2 separate regions of the Mus musculus genome follow, and region 1 is linked to region 2. The links are chromatin contacts, called in public Hi-C maps. All regions are on one chromosome and are shown on one strand. Each heading gives the region's core, a stretch centred on a gene start, on an enhancer-like site or on the middle of the called end of the contact. The rest is flanking DNA. Distances are from core to core; before and after follow the strand shown. Region 1 overlaps Lyrm7 (LYR motif containing 7). Region 2 overlaps Rapgef6 (Rap guanine nucleotide exchange factor (GEF) 6).

Region 1 (6,265 bases), core at 3,708-6,207, 230 kb before region 2:
CTTTTGTTGGATGTGTGCAGCCTAAGAGCCTTCTCCCGTGTCTTTTCCCTTTGAGGAGTTCCTTATTTGAATGGAGGCTACTTGGCCTATTTTTCTTTTCTGGTGGGTACTTTTGGATCCTGTTGTAGAATACTTAAATATCAAGCAAGGTCATGGATGGATTCTTCCGTGCTTTGTTCCAAAAGGTAGCTTTTGGTTATCTACCAAAGTTGGATTTGTGTGTTTTAAGAGCACTCGGTACACCCTCCTCCCACTGTGAGATGAGCTTCCACAGCAAACTAGATGACTGAACCGTGTAAAGGCTCTTAACTCTTTCTCTAAACAAACAAGAACTAAAACCTGACTCCTTCACCTGTGCAGCTGCCGTGCAGACCCTCCGCACACAGGATTTTGGGTTTCTCCTGGTGTACAATTAGCATCTCCTCCCTCTCTCCCTCTATGGGAAGGCAGCATCTCACATTCCTTTTGTTTTGTTTTGTTTTGTTTTGTTTTTATTTATCTTTGAGATAGGGTCTCTCTGTGTAGCCCTGGCTGTCCTAGAACTTGCTACATAGATCAGACTGGCCTCGAATTCCAAGAATCTGCCTGCCTCCCTCTCCCAGTGTTGGAATTAAAGGTGTGTTATGCTAACAGGCTGGGCCTAATATCTCCTGTGTCTTGAAATCACTTCCAGAAAACCCATCAGTTTCCTGGGCAACTTGTAGCAGATCTGCAAGCCTCACCTGATTGTTTAAGATAAGTTTCAAGATTGGTCTCTTTGTTTTGGAGCTGGCTGCTTGGAGTAAAATCTTACAGACATTCTTCTCATTCTAGCCTAGTCAGGGTGCGATCACTGTGACTTGGCAGCTATGATTAGTATCTCGTCCAGTCCCAGAGACTCCTAAACTAAGCTCTCCTCATGGCTGTAGCTTCGTGGTCAGAACTTGAACAGCTTTATAGAAAGGAGTCTTTATAACATAATGGAAGGCTGTAGCTTTGTGGTAAAGTAGAAAAACAATAGCAGCCAATTTCGGAGATTCTTCACACCACTTACCAGTGTTGGAAGACTGAAAGTTAATGTGACCAACAGACAGCTGCTTTAGCTGTAGCCATGGTGATAAATGTTTTCCCACAGCCTGGAGGCGTGGAAACAGGAATACATTTTGGAAGCTGCAGAAGTCTGGACTTCTCAAACGAGTGCTTTTCTGATAGGGAACATGTCTGTCAGCTCTGGCATCTTCTCAGTCTGCTGTGACTTCCAGGTCATGTGGACATTAAGAGGGTCTCTGGGTGAGCAACTGTTGAAAAGCATCCTTCAGGGAAGACCACTTGGACACAGGTTCAAGACACACCTTAGTTAGGGACTTTCCCAGAACTGTGGACCTTGATGAATGAAGTCCTTTTGTTTCCTGTGGCAGATGTCGCTTCCCCTGACCTGGGTCCAGGCCTGAATGGAATGCCCATCATGGCGTCCATTGTGCTGAAATCTGCTCCACAACAATGGCAGTTCATTCTCTGAGAGTTCCACATCCCACACACCACTTTCCTTTGTTAGTTCCTCTGCTTCTGAGCTGCTCTCTGGTAGGGACAGTTGCACCTTCCAGCCTTTGATAGTAAAGTATCTGAATTCGACAAATGTTAAAATGTTAAATGGAACCTCAAGTGAGTACGGCAAATCGCAGTGGCCATTACTAAAAGATGACTGACTGTCTTTAGTGCTTACAGTTGGGTCAGGATGCCTGCTTGTGGCTTCGTGTTTCTGGAAGCAGACTTGAAGTTTCCAATTTCTGAGCAAGATTGCATTGCTAAGGAACCCAGGCTTGTCTGGTTTAAGTCTACTCTTGACGCCTTCCCTGGTCTCCTGAACTCAGAGTAACAGGAAGTGGACTGGGACAGCTTCTGAAGACCCCCCAAAGAGGCTGTCTTCCCCAAGATCTCCATCTCCCCAGGACAGGAAGTGGCTCAGAGTGCGGTCAGAGGGGGATTTGAGTCTCTTGAAACTAGATTTGGTAGTGCCAAATTGGCAGGCTGAGGAATTATTCTGTTATTAAGTCATTATCTTTTCCTGTCCCGGGGATGAGGATTTTCTGTGGCCTGACCACTACCACGATTCCCAATCCCATGTTTTTATTCTTCATCCCGTCCTTTATTTCTAACTAAAGCAGCATCAGTGTTTACCGTGTGAGCCACAAGTAGACCCATTGGGTAGAGCAGGCCAGCCCATTAACCAGAGCCTCAATATGAATCCTGGTGAGGCTCTGGGGACAGGTAGTAAATGAGAGTGTTCTGTGACTTGCTTATTGCCCATGTTCATGTCCAGAGAGGGACATCAAGGAAGATATAATGTGATTTCCCAGACGCTCTGGCATCTTCTATAAGCACCTACCTACTGCGCGTTATTTCCACGGAAGCCGTTGTTTTGCAGAGGAGGAACGGTCTGGGTGGGGCGCCCCTCCTGCTCTTTGTTCTTCCTTCCTGCTGTGCAAATGTGGTGGCAGCAGAAGGGAGGGAAGGCAGACTGCTGATCACCGGGGGCTGCAGTCAGGGAGAGAAGAGCCTGGGTTCTCAGCAGCACCAGGACGTCTACTAGCTCAGACCTGCCATGTTTCAAAAGGGAAGAAAAATAAGTCTCCCACCCCCCTTTAAAAAAAATTTTTTTTGTTTGTTTGTTTTCTGAGGCAGGGTTTCTCTGTGTAGCCCTGGCTGTCTTGGAACTCACTCTGTAGACCAGGCTGGCCTTGAACTGTAGCTTCTTATTCTTTTTTTTTTTTTTAAGATTTATTTATTTATTATATGTAAGTACACTGTAGCTGTCTTCAGATCTCATTACGGGTGGTTGTGAGCCACCATGTGGTTGCTGGGATTTGAACTCAGGACCTCCGGAAGAGCAGTCAGTGCTCTTAACCGCTGAGCCATCTCACCAGCCCCCAACTGTAACTTCTTTTTTTTTTTTTTTTTAAGATTTATTTATTTATTTATTATATGTAAATACACTGTAGCTGTCTTCAGACACTCTAGAAGAGGGCATCAGATCTCACAACGGGTGGTTGTGAGCCACCATGTGGTTGCTGGGATTTGAACTTTGGACCTTCGGAAGAGCAGTCGGGTGCTCTTACCCACTGAGCCATCTCACCAGCCCCCCAACTGTAACTTCTTTTGTTAAACCACTGTTTGGTGGACTTCTGGTTATTCAAAACTAGGCATAGTCTAAAGTAATATTGATAGGTTTAGTAATTTATTCTTCAGTGTAATAGCTCAGATTCTTGTATTTTCACTATAAAAACCATTTGTGAATCCTTATGCTATAGAGTGGCTGTGGTTTGTCTTTCCCAATAGATAATGAACCCCTTGAAGCCAAAGAAACTTTTTTTTAAAATTTTTGTTTATTTTTGAGACAGGGCTCTCTATTATGTAGCTCTGGCTGATCTGGATTTGCCTTATAGACCAGACTGGCCCTGAACTCACAGAGATCCATCTGCCTCCCAAGCGCTGAGACTAAAGGCATACAGCACCACTGCCCGGCTTTGTTTTTTGTTTTTTTGGGTTTTGTTTTGTTTTGTTTTGTTTTTCTCTGAGACAGAGTTTCATTCTATAGCTCTGGCTGTCCTGGAACTTGATATGTAGACCAGGCTAGCCTCAAACTCTGAAAGATCTACCTCCCTCTGTCTGTCTTCTGAGCATTGGAAATAAAGGTGTGAGCCATCATGCCCTGTCCCCTGAATGCACATTCCTTGAATATGAAGGACAGTCCTTAACTATAGTTTAATTATCAAAACTAGGGGATTCATGGAATACCATTGTTTAAATTTTTTCTTTCCTCCTAATAAGGCCCTTTGTTTTTTTGTTTGTTTCTTTGGTGTTTTGTTTTGGTTTTGTTTATTTGTTTTTTGAGACAGGATTTCTCTGTATAACTCTGGCTGTTCTGAAACTCACCCTGTAGACCAGGCTGGCCTCTCAGAGATTTGCCTGCCTCTGCCTCCCGAGTGCTAGGACTAAAGGCACACCCACCACTACCCAGTTAACAATGCCCTTTCTAGTAGGAGGAACCCCTTTCCCCTGTGGTCCAGGGTGCTGCTGAGTTTCCTGAGTCTGGAGCAGTTACTTATCTTTCATCACTACCTCTAAAGATTGTAGGCAGGCTCTGGGAAGAGTGGTTAGGGGGGCATTTGCTCTCTTGTTTGACACAGAATTTCATATAGCCCAGGCTGGCTTAAACTCCCTGGGTAGCTGACTTCTGATTCTCTTTTCTCTACCCTGAGTGCCAGGATTAGAAGTATGTCCCACCACAGCAGCTGGGCTGAGTGAGCACAGGGCCTTGTGCATGGAGGCAGGCACTTTACTAATCCAGGCACATCTCCAACCCTGCTTTTGTTGAGACAGGTTTAACTAGGCTTGTCTGGAACTCATTGTATAGCTCAAACTCTGTTCACAGTGACGGCGATCCTCTTGTCTTATCCTGCAAACTGTTAAGATTACAAATGTGAGCCATCACATTGAGGCTGTGAGGATGGCCTAGCTGGGTCCTGCTCTTCCCAAGAAAGGGGGGTGGGTGATGTATCTCACTGCCTTTTTTCTTTTTAATTGTTTTTCAGTATTGAGTATTAGACCCAGGGCCTTTAAGACAGGGTCTCACCACAGTGCAGACCAGCCATGGCCACGCTATGTACTGCAGGCTGGACTTGAGTGCAGGTCTCACTGCCTTTGCCCATGATTCCTGGGATTATAGGCACACGTCAGCAGATGTGGGCAGTTTTCTCTTTCTCTCTTTTTTTTTCCTTTTCCATTTTTCTGTGTGTATGGGTGCATGTGCACCCCTGAACCTAATAGTGGGAATTGCCCGCCTTCTTTTTTGTTTCATTGAAGCAGGGTTTCTTGGTTCGGCACTCAGTTCCCTGACAAGGCTCATCTTCCTAGGGGATCTGAACTCTTCCTGTAGTAAGCACTTTAACCGATGAGTAATCTCTGAGGCCCCAACGCTGTCTTGCCTAGCAGTCAGCAGTTGGCTGTTCAGCAGTGTGTCTCAGTGGGGACACCACTGTCACTGTGTGTCTCAGTGGAGACACTGCTGTCACTCTGCCATGAAGTATAACCCTCTCTGCCCCAGACTGTCTTTCACACCACAGTTAGCATCCTTGGCTCCTGCCCAGTAAATTTTTGGTAGCATCCCCTAAGTGGTATATCTGAAGACTCCTTCGGTGAGGAGCCATTGTTCTAGGGGACAGGGTGTAGCTCAGTGGTAGAGTATACACTCTGCAGCCTGTGAGGCCCTGGGTTCCCAAGGCCCAGGAACAAGAAGGAAGGGAGGGAAGGAGAAGGGCAGTTGTGGGAGGGGAGGGGAATCATTCTATAAATTTGGAATGTCTGAATTATGAGAGTGATGTCTTGCTTTCTATAAAATTTTTCAAGTATCCAGGCATGGTGTGGTACACCTGTAACCCCATTGTTGGGAAGTGGAGGCTAGAGAATCAAGAGTTCAAGGTTAGCCTCAGCTACATGGGGAGTTCAAGGCTAGCCAGAGCTACATGAGATCCTGTCTCAAAAATCATTCATAGGTGACATTTTTAAAGAGCCATTGACAGATTAGTGTGTTTTTAGCTTAATTCCATTCAGTCATTTATTAGTTGTGTTTAATGAAATGATAAAGGATTTGGTTGTATATGTTTTTTGTAACACGAATGAAGATCGTATTAAATGTTTCCATTTAGACTCACATAGTCACCTCAGACATCAGCTGAAATAAAATGTCTGTAGAATAGTGCATGCTTCCCAAATTACACAACTCACGGTTAGAACTGCTGGGGAGACGGATGTGCCGGCCCCAGGTCTACTTTAAGATAAGTAGTGACTGGAGCTCTAACCGTCTTAACCGCTCATTTCTCTGTTCCTTTTAGAACTGGTCCCCAGGAAAGATCTTCTCACAGAAAATGTGCCGTACTGTGATGCGCCAACCCAGAAGCAGTAAAGCTTCCAGGATAAACCCATCTCTGCTCCTTCCCACTTTAAATACATACCTGGCAACGGTCCTGGACATGCACATGTTTCTCTCTGAAGCGCACGTTGCAAATGAGCGACAGGCTGAGGGCTACAGAGGAGATAGACATGCCTTTCACTGACATGGGCAACTGAAGGCCTGGGGAGGCAGGACGCTCCTCTCTTTCCCTTTGGTAGGTCTTTTGGTCTTCCAAAGCTGTTTGCCAATGAAGCACCTTACCAAATTGGTGACTTTTCATCTCATGGGACATACATAGCTAAATATAAAATGCTACATTAAATTGATGTTTAATCC
Region 2 (6,351 bases), core at 1,450-3,949:
TAGCTTAGGTTATAGGGCAACATTCTGTTTCTCAAAAACAAAACCCCACAAACTTTTCCCTTAATTAAGGCAAGCATTCTATCATATGGATTCAACTGGATAAAAGAAATAATCAGGCTGACGAATGTGACAACATATTAAGCATACTTTGCTAAAAATCTTACACTTGAGTCTCACAGTTAAATTAGAGCAGTGGTTCTCAACCTTTCTAATGCCGCGACCCTTTATTATTATGACCCCAACCATAAAATTTTCATTGCTACTTTATAACTGTACCATTCCTACTGTTATGAATCTTAATGTAAACATCCGTGTTCTCTGATGGCCTTAGGAAACTCCTGTGAAAGGTTGTTGGATCTAGAGGATAAGCAGAATCAAAAAGTCCATATGCACAGTACCCAGCCTAAGGTATTACCTGATAGATATCGGATAAACTGCTGCTCCCAGAGTCACTGGCAATGCTACAGCCAGACTGACTAGAAGACACATGCGTCACCTGTGGATGAGGGTTGTCTGTGAGGTGCATCTTGGTAAGATCAGCTGGAAGCTGAAGGAGAAAAGAACTTGAGTTATTCTGAATGCCAAATTTTGCTCGTTCGAGAGTTCTTGACGTAATGTATTTTTTAAAACCAAAAATAGCTTTAAATGTCAAGAATAGAAAACACAAATACATACACACTGGTAGTATGTCTAAATAAAATTAATACTAGTGTTTGAGATTACAGATGAGCATCTGCAGGCAGTAAAACTTATGGTTAACAAAATGACTGTACAAGATTTAAAAGTGTTCACAATCTTTGTTCTTAACATTGTACTATGCTGTACTTAGCTCCTGAAAAATTTATTAGTGATCACAATTATCCAATGAATGCCTTTGTCAAGTGCAGAGAATACAAGAATAGAAAAGACATGGCAAAATGGCTCAGTGGGTGAAGGTGCTTGTCTACAAGCATGATAATCCAAAACGGCTCCCTGGATCCACAGAGTAGAGAGAACCAACTCCTACAAGTTGTCCTTCATCTTCACATGCTCATCATAGCATGTCCAAGTGCACACACAAATAAATAAAATGTAATTAAAAATAAAAAGCAAACGACTCTACCACTTTATCTTTAATATATGACTAATCTTATCAAGGACACAGACTATACAATGTATCTCATACTGTGAAATAAAACAGGTATATCATAAGCAATATTATGGAAGTTAAGACAAGAAATAATTCTCTATGCTCCAAAGCAGTTAGTATTTTAAGTAAGAGATAAGATCATTCACTATCATTCCATATAATTTCTCTTCAATTTTCTATTCAGGACCATTAAGTAAACCTAAAATTTGAAGTAAGTTTTCTTGTTGCATACACTCAATGTATTCTATATCTATTTTAAAGAGAAAATGATCAAGTTTGAGTTCCACTATCTTAAGAATACAAACTACAGAAATTGCACAGACTAATTATACCATGAACTACTGCTGGTGGGTTCAGTAATTCTGACAAACACTGCTGAAAGAAAACAACACACAGCACAGTATCAAAATGTGCAAGGAAAAAATGAACCATAAATAGAAAGACTAATGTATACTCTAACTTCTACAGGGAACCAAAATGTTAAAATTCACAGAAACAAAGAATAAAATGGTGGGTACTAGAGGCTGGGAGCTAGAGAACTGTAGAAGTTTCAGTTATACAAAAGGAATGAATTGTAGTCACAGATTACACAGCACAAGTAACAATCATTGTAAAAAATGTATTACAGATTTCCAAAAACTAAGAAAAGATTTTAAATGCTCTAGCCGAGAAGAAAAATTTTATATGATGAGCAGGCTAACTAGCCTTGATTTGGTCATCTCACAGTATGCAAACGTATCAAAACCTCATCACAAACAATTATTTTTCAATAAAAGAAAACTTAAAGGTGAAAATAACAGTGGAAAATGAAGTCACACTCATGTTGTGAAATGTTAGCGCAAATCTCTTTGCAACAAAAAGATGTGTTAAGAAATGTCACCTACAGTGTGCATAATCTAAAATTATAGAATATTCGTTCTTTAAGGCAGACATCAAATATTTCTAAGAATCAGACACAGCTGAAAAATACAATTAAAATCATACAGAGAACATTCAGTACTCATGTGCAAAGGCTTCTGTAACAAAAAATAGAAATGATCACATATTGGGGAATTATAAAATAACCCCTCAACAACCTATAAATCAATATTATCACTTTGGAAACAAGACAATATCTGAACCAAATAAATGCTACATATTAGAAGGGGATTGAAGTAATCATTTAGATGGGTGTGGTGGCACACACCTGTCTTCCTAGTACACAGGAGGTAGAGACAAGATCAAGAGAGGCAGAGATAGGCAGATCCTTAGAGCCAGCTGGCTAGTTAGCTAGTAGTCTATCCAAAACAGCCAGGTAGGGTTCTCCTGACCCTATCTCAAGAGAGTAAGGCAAAAAACAACAAAGGAATACACTAGATATTTTGCTCTGGCCTCAATGTGCATGAATGGTACCCCTAAACATCCACTACATAACACACACACACACACACACACACACACACACACACACACACACACACACACAAGGGGAAGGGGAAGGGGAAGGGGAAGGGGAAGGAAAGAGAAGAGATGAGATAGAGGAGGAGACAGTGACTCAGCTAACACTTGCATGTTCCTTAGGTGGTTCATTTGTGAACCATAGCAAATGCATTCTATATGCCTTTACACAGATATTCTGATCTGAGAATGAGACCAAATGAGGTAGATGTTTCATGACATTAAGCTGAAGTTTCTGTTTACTTTGTAAGAATCAAAATAGAAAAATTTTATCCCTTTTCTTCATGACCAAGTCTGAATTAATAGTTGACCTTTCGCCAGCAAACTCAATTTATTTACTCCTAACCCTTCTAATCCAGTAAGCTCTGCAGAATGTCTTGTGTGTCAGACTCTGTCATGTATATTCTATATCTGGACTCGTGTGGTCTGCTGAAGATCATGTGTTTTTTATAGACATTCAGGAAGGAAGATGTCTTGACTACAAACATTACAGAAGTATAAAGGCTGACTGTTGCTGACTGGATAAACTGAAGACTTAAGGTCTCCACAGGTACAGACAACCTTTTGAGAGAAACAGCCTAAAGGCTCAGATATCAGGACTCCTTTGTTGTTTGGCTTTACCATTTATCTAAACAATGTGACATCACTTAGGTTAGGATAGCAGAGAAAACAGCTAGAACTATTAATCTTGCTAGCAACCAGAAAAACAAATACTTATTTTCCTCCAGAAAGAAACAAAAACATCTAAGAAAGCAAGTTGTATATTTACATGAGAGTCTATGAAATACTCATTTGGCTTTCACCCATGTTTCTTGGCTTACAGTTCCCTCCCAGAGGCAGGCCATAGAAACCAGGTTTTTCTCTTCCACCAGGCAGTTTACAAAATTAACCTTTCCTTACCTTTTTTCCTTGAAGGTGGCTATAAATCCTCTGACCCCCTTTCTGATATATAGTTAAGACTCCCACCAAGGATTCTGCGCCCTAATTTTGAGGACATACTTTTGCTAGGTCTCCCTTTCCAGTCTTTGAGAAGTAGATCTGACTTTTTCTGCACAATCTTATTTCTATGTGGCTATCCCAACTTTATCATGCCCATGAAATGATGTCTCTATAAAAACCCCAAAGCAGTGCCATGTGCAGTGGCTCCTGACTTTAATCCCAGCACTTGGGAGGCAGAGACAGGTGGATCTCTGAGTTTGAGGCCAGCCTGGTTACAAAGCAAGTTCCAGGACAGCTCTGAGATACACAGAGAAACTATTAAAAACAAAAACAAACCAAACCAAAACCCCCAAAACATGTTTTAAAAGTTTCTATATAGCTGAACACAGGGAAGACACAGGAGGGTGTCAGGGGAAGTCATAGAGGTTCCTGTTCCTTGGCTTACACATCTCTCAAGCTGAAGCCTTTGTAATATCCTTCTTAACTAAGTAATAAACGTATGTCTTTGAGTTCTATGAGCTATTGAGGCAAAGCAAGTAAACCCTAACAGTGGGATTTAAGAACCTGATCTATAGGTGATTGAGCAGAAAAAAAAAGGGTAAAATAATTTGGGGCTTACAATGTATGATACAGTCGAGATCTGAGCTATCTGCAGGTGGATAGTGTTAGTGAGGAGACACTCAAAAGGTCCACAGTATGGAGTGATTTCTTGTTTGGTCTATGGAGGAAACTCTAATGTTGTGGCTATTTGATCACACTGTGATACCCGAGATTATGTTATTTACTGAAAATACCTGTTTCTAGTTGTGGTGTGGCTTGGCACTTAGCACACACTTCTATTAATCCCTCTGGCTGGAATACAGACATGCCCTTAACACATACATTTAATTCAAACAATAAAAGTAAATTTAGTTTGTAGAAGGAAGCACCCAAGTTTCAAAATGATGTTTAATTGAGTTGCAGACAAAGTGACAATTCAGAGAAAGATCTGACAGATAGGATATGCCCAACTCTCAAGAGAACAGACAGGAAAAAGTCTACTTAAGAGAGCACCACAGAAAAAGAAAGGAGGAAAGAATAGGCAGTTTTGCTGGGACAGATAGGGAGACAGGTTGCAGAGAGAGAGAGAACAAGTTAGACACAGGTAAAGATAGAACAAGCCAAAGAGAATGAGAAGGAGCCAGATTAGAACAGATTGCTAGAGTTAGTTTGAGGTCAGGCAAAGCAATTCAGGACAGGCAGAGAAGCAAGATTGAATCAGTCAGCTTGGAGAAGAGTTTGAGTTGGAACAGCTGAGTTGAATCAGCCAGCTAGTGATCAGAAAGAACTAGAAAGGGTGAGCTTATTCGGCAGCAAGTCTCAGAGGCTGAAAACATTCTAGGCCTAGGTAAGACTGTACAGAGGCTTCCAGGGCTAGGCCTAAGTTAGGTGTAATCCTCGGAGTGGACAATTACAACAGACGTATACAAGTTACTTTTACACCCTACCTCTGATAGCTGACTTTTAGTTAGTTTCAATATCTTTAGAATAGCCAAGACCAAGGAAGAAAAAAACCAACAACAACATGATATTCTCATAAGCTGTTCAGAGTATAATTGGTATAGCCATTTTGGAGAATAATTTGGGGAAATAACTGTTATATTAACAAGTAGAAGAAAACATTTAAAATATATAAACCAGGCTGTTGAAACAATTCAGCAAGTAAAGGGAACTGCTGACAAGCCAGATGATCTGAGTTCCATCTCCAGGACCCATGATACAAGTTATTCTCTAACTTCCATCCATTTGTGGTACATTTGTGCCACCCCAACACACATAATAAATAATATATAATAAAATTAAAAGCATAGCCTTATGGCTCTTGGAATACCTACCAGAAAGCAAACAGGTACACAAAGACAAATGCATTACAAACTATCTAACATTCGGTGGAGAAAAACAATCAATCAGAATGAGAGTAGTCATTACCAGCCTATTTTGGAACGGAGTTGCTTCTCAGTATCCTTGGTGGACTGATTTCTAGACCATCCTTTCAAACACTAGAATTGACAAATGCTCTAGTCTCCTCCAAAATGGAAGAAAATTGTTATATCTGCATATAAGCCATTCACATTTCCTATGTGTTTTGGGTGTGTGTCTGTTTTGCCTGTATGCATGTTATGAGTACCATATGTAAGCTTAGTACCTACAGAATAGAACAGTCTCAGGTCCTCTGGAACCACAGCTATGAATGTTATGTGAGACGCTATGTGGGTGCTGGGAACTGGCTTGCATCCTCTGCAAGAGCAGTAAGTGCACTTAGTCATTACGCTGTCCTTCTAACCTCTTTCCACTGTATTTTAAATCACCTTTAGACGATTTACAAGACCAAACAAAACATAACGCTATGCAAAGGCTGTTAGTGGCATGTAAAGTTGTTTAGGAATGATAACTCGGGGAAAAACAAATCTAATGTCATTTGTTTAATGTATTTTTGCTCCACAGTTGGTTGAATACATGTATACAGAGATCACAGATGCTAAGGTCTAACTGTATTATCCAGAATTTAAAACTCTGAGGTAGATTTGTACATTTAAACCTCAATACATTTCTCAATTTTTTTAAACTAAAAAGCAAGCTTTAGGATGAATATAAAAGATGCCACAAATGTTTAAAGTATAGGAATTTCATAGGTATAGGGGTGTGTGTGTGTGTGTGTGTGTGTGTGTGTGTGTGTGTGTGTGTGTATGTATGTATGTATGTATGTATTCATTCATTCCCTGGGTAAACATCTGGGTTTAGGGGGAAAGATTTACAAGTAGAAAAGCAATATTGCTGTTTTCTAGAAAAAGTCTAGGACTGATGAC

What was found. Hi-C and Micro-C count contacts between places; a contact is called where the count stands out from the background.
Region 1: a Hi-C map of bone marrow-derived macrophages shows a contact between it and region 2, with 25 read pairs. The contact joins two enhancer-like sites. A contact is called at or near these places in 1 of 15 datasets of contacts at CTCF or cohesin (CD8 T cells), 2 of 484 Hi-C or Micro-C datasets (bone marrow-derived dendritic cells and bone marrow-derived macrophages), 4 of 115 datasets of contacts at active chromatin or transcription factors (bone marrow-derived dendritic cells, bone marrow-derived macrophages, embryonic stem cells and 1 more) and 4 of 9 other capture datasets (adipose tissue, liver, macrophages and 1 more).

Annotation. Positions count from the first base shown.
Region 1 is chr11:54,840,808-54,847,072 of GRCm38.p6, reverse strand. Lyrm7 (LYR motif containing 7) reads left to right here. Exons shown (of 5, transcript NM_029327.5): 5 at 5,871-6,265. The coding sequence ends at 5,941. It also overlaps the pseudogene Gm18818. Among named protein-coding and RNA genes, the nearest start is that of Gm31490, 16 kb to the left of the region's middle. Within about 2 kb of position 4,957, at least 10 of the 459 cell types and tissues checked have an H3K27ac peak or open chromatin away from gene starts, as enhancers often do. A contact at or near this core is called in bone marrow-derived macrophages, where this site is marked.
Region 2 is chr11:54,604,984-54,611,334 of GRCm38.p6, reverse strand. It overlaps Rapgef6 (Rap guanine nucleotide exchange factor (GEF) 6), which reads right to left. Exons shown (of 29, transcript NM_001252494.1): 7 at 416-547. Among named protein-coding and RNA genes, the nearest start is that of Rapgef6, 85 kb to the right of the region's middle. Within about 2 kb of position 2,699, at least 5 of the 459 cell types and tissues checked have an H3K27ac peak or open chromatin away from gene starts, as enhancers often do. A contact at or near this core is called in bone marrow-derived macrophages, where this site is marked.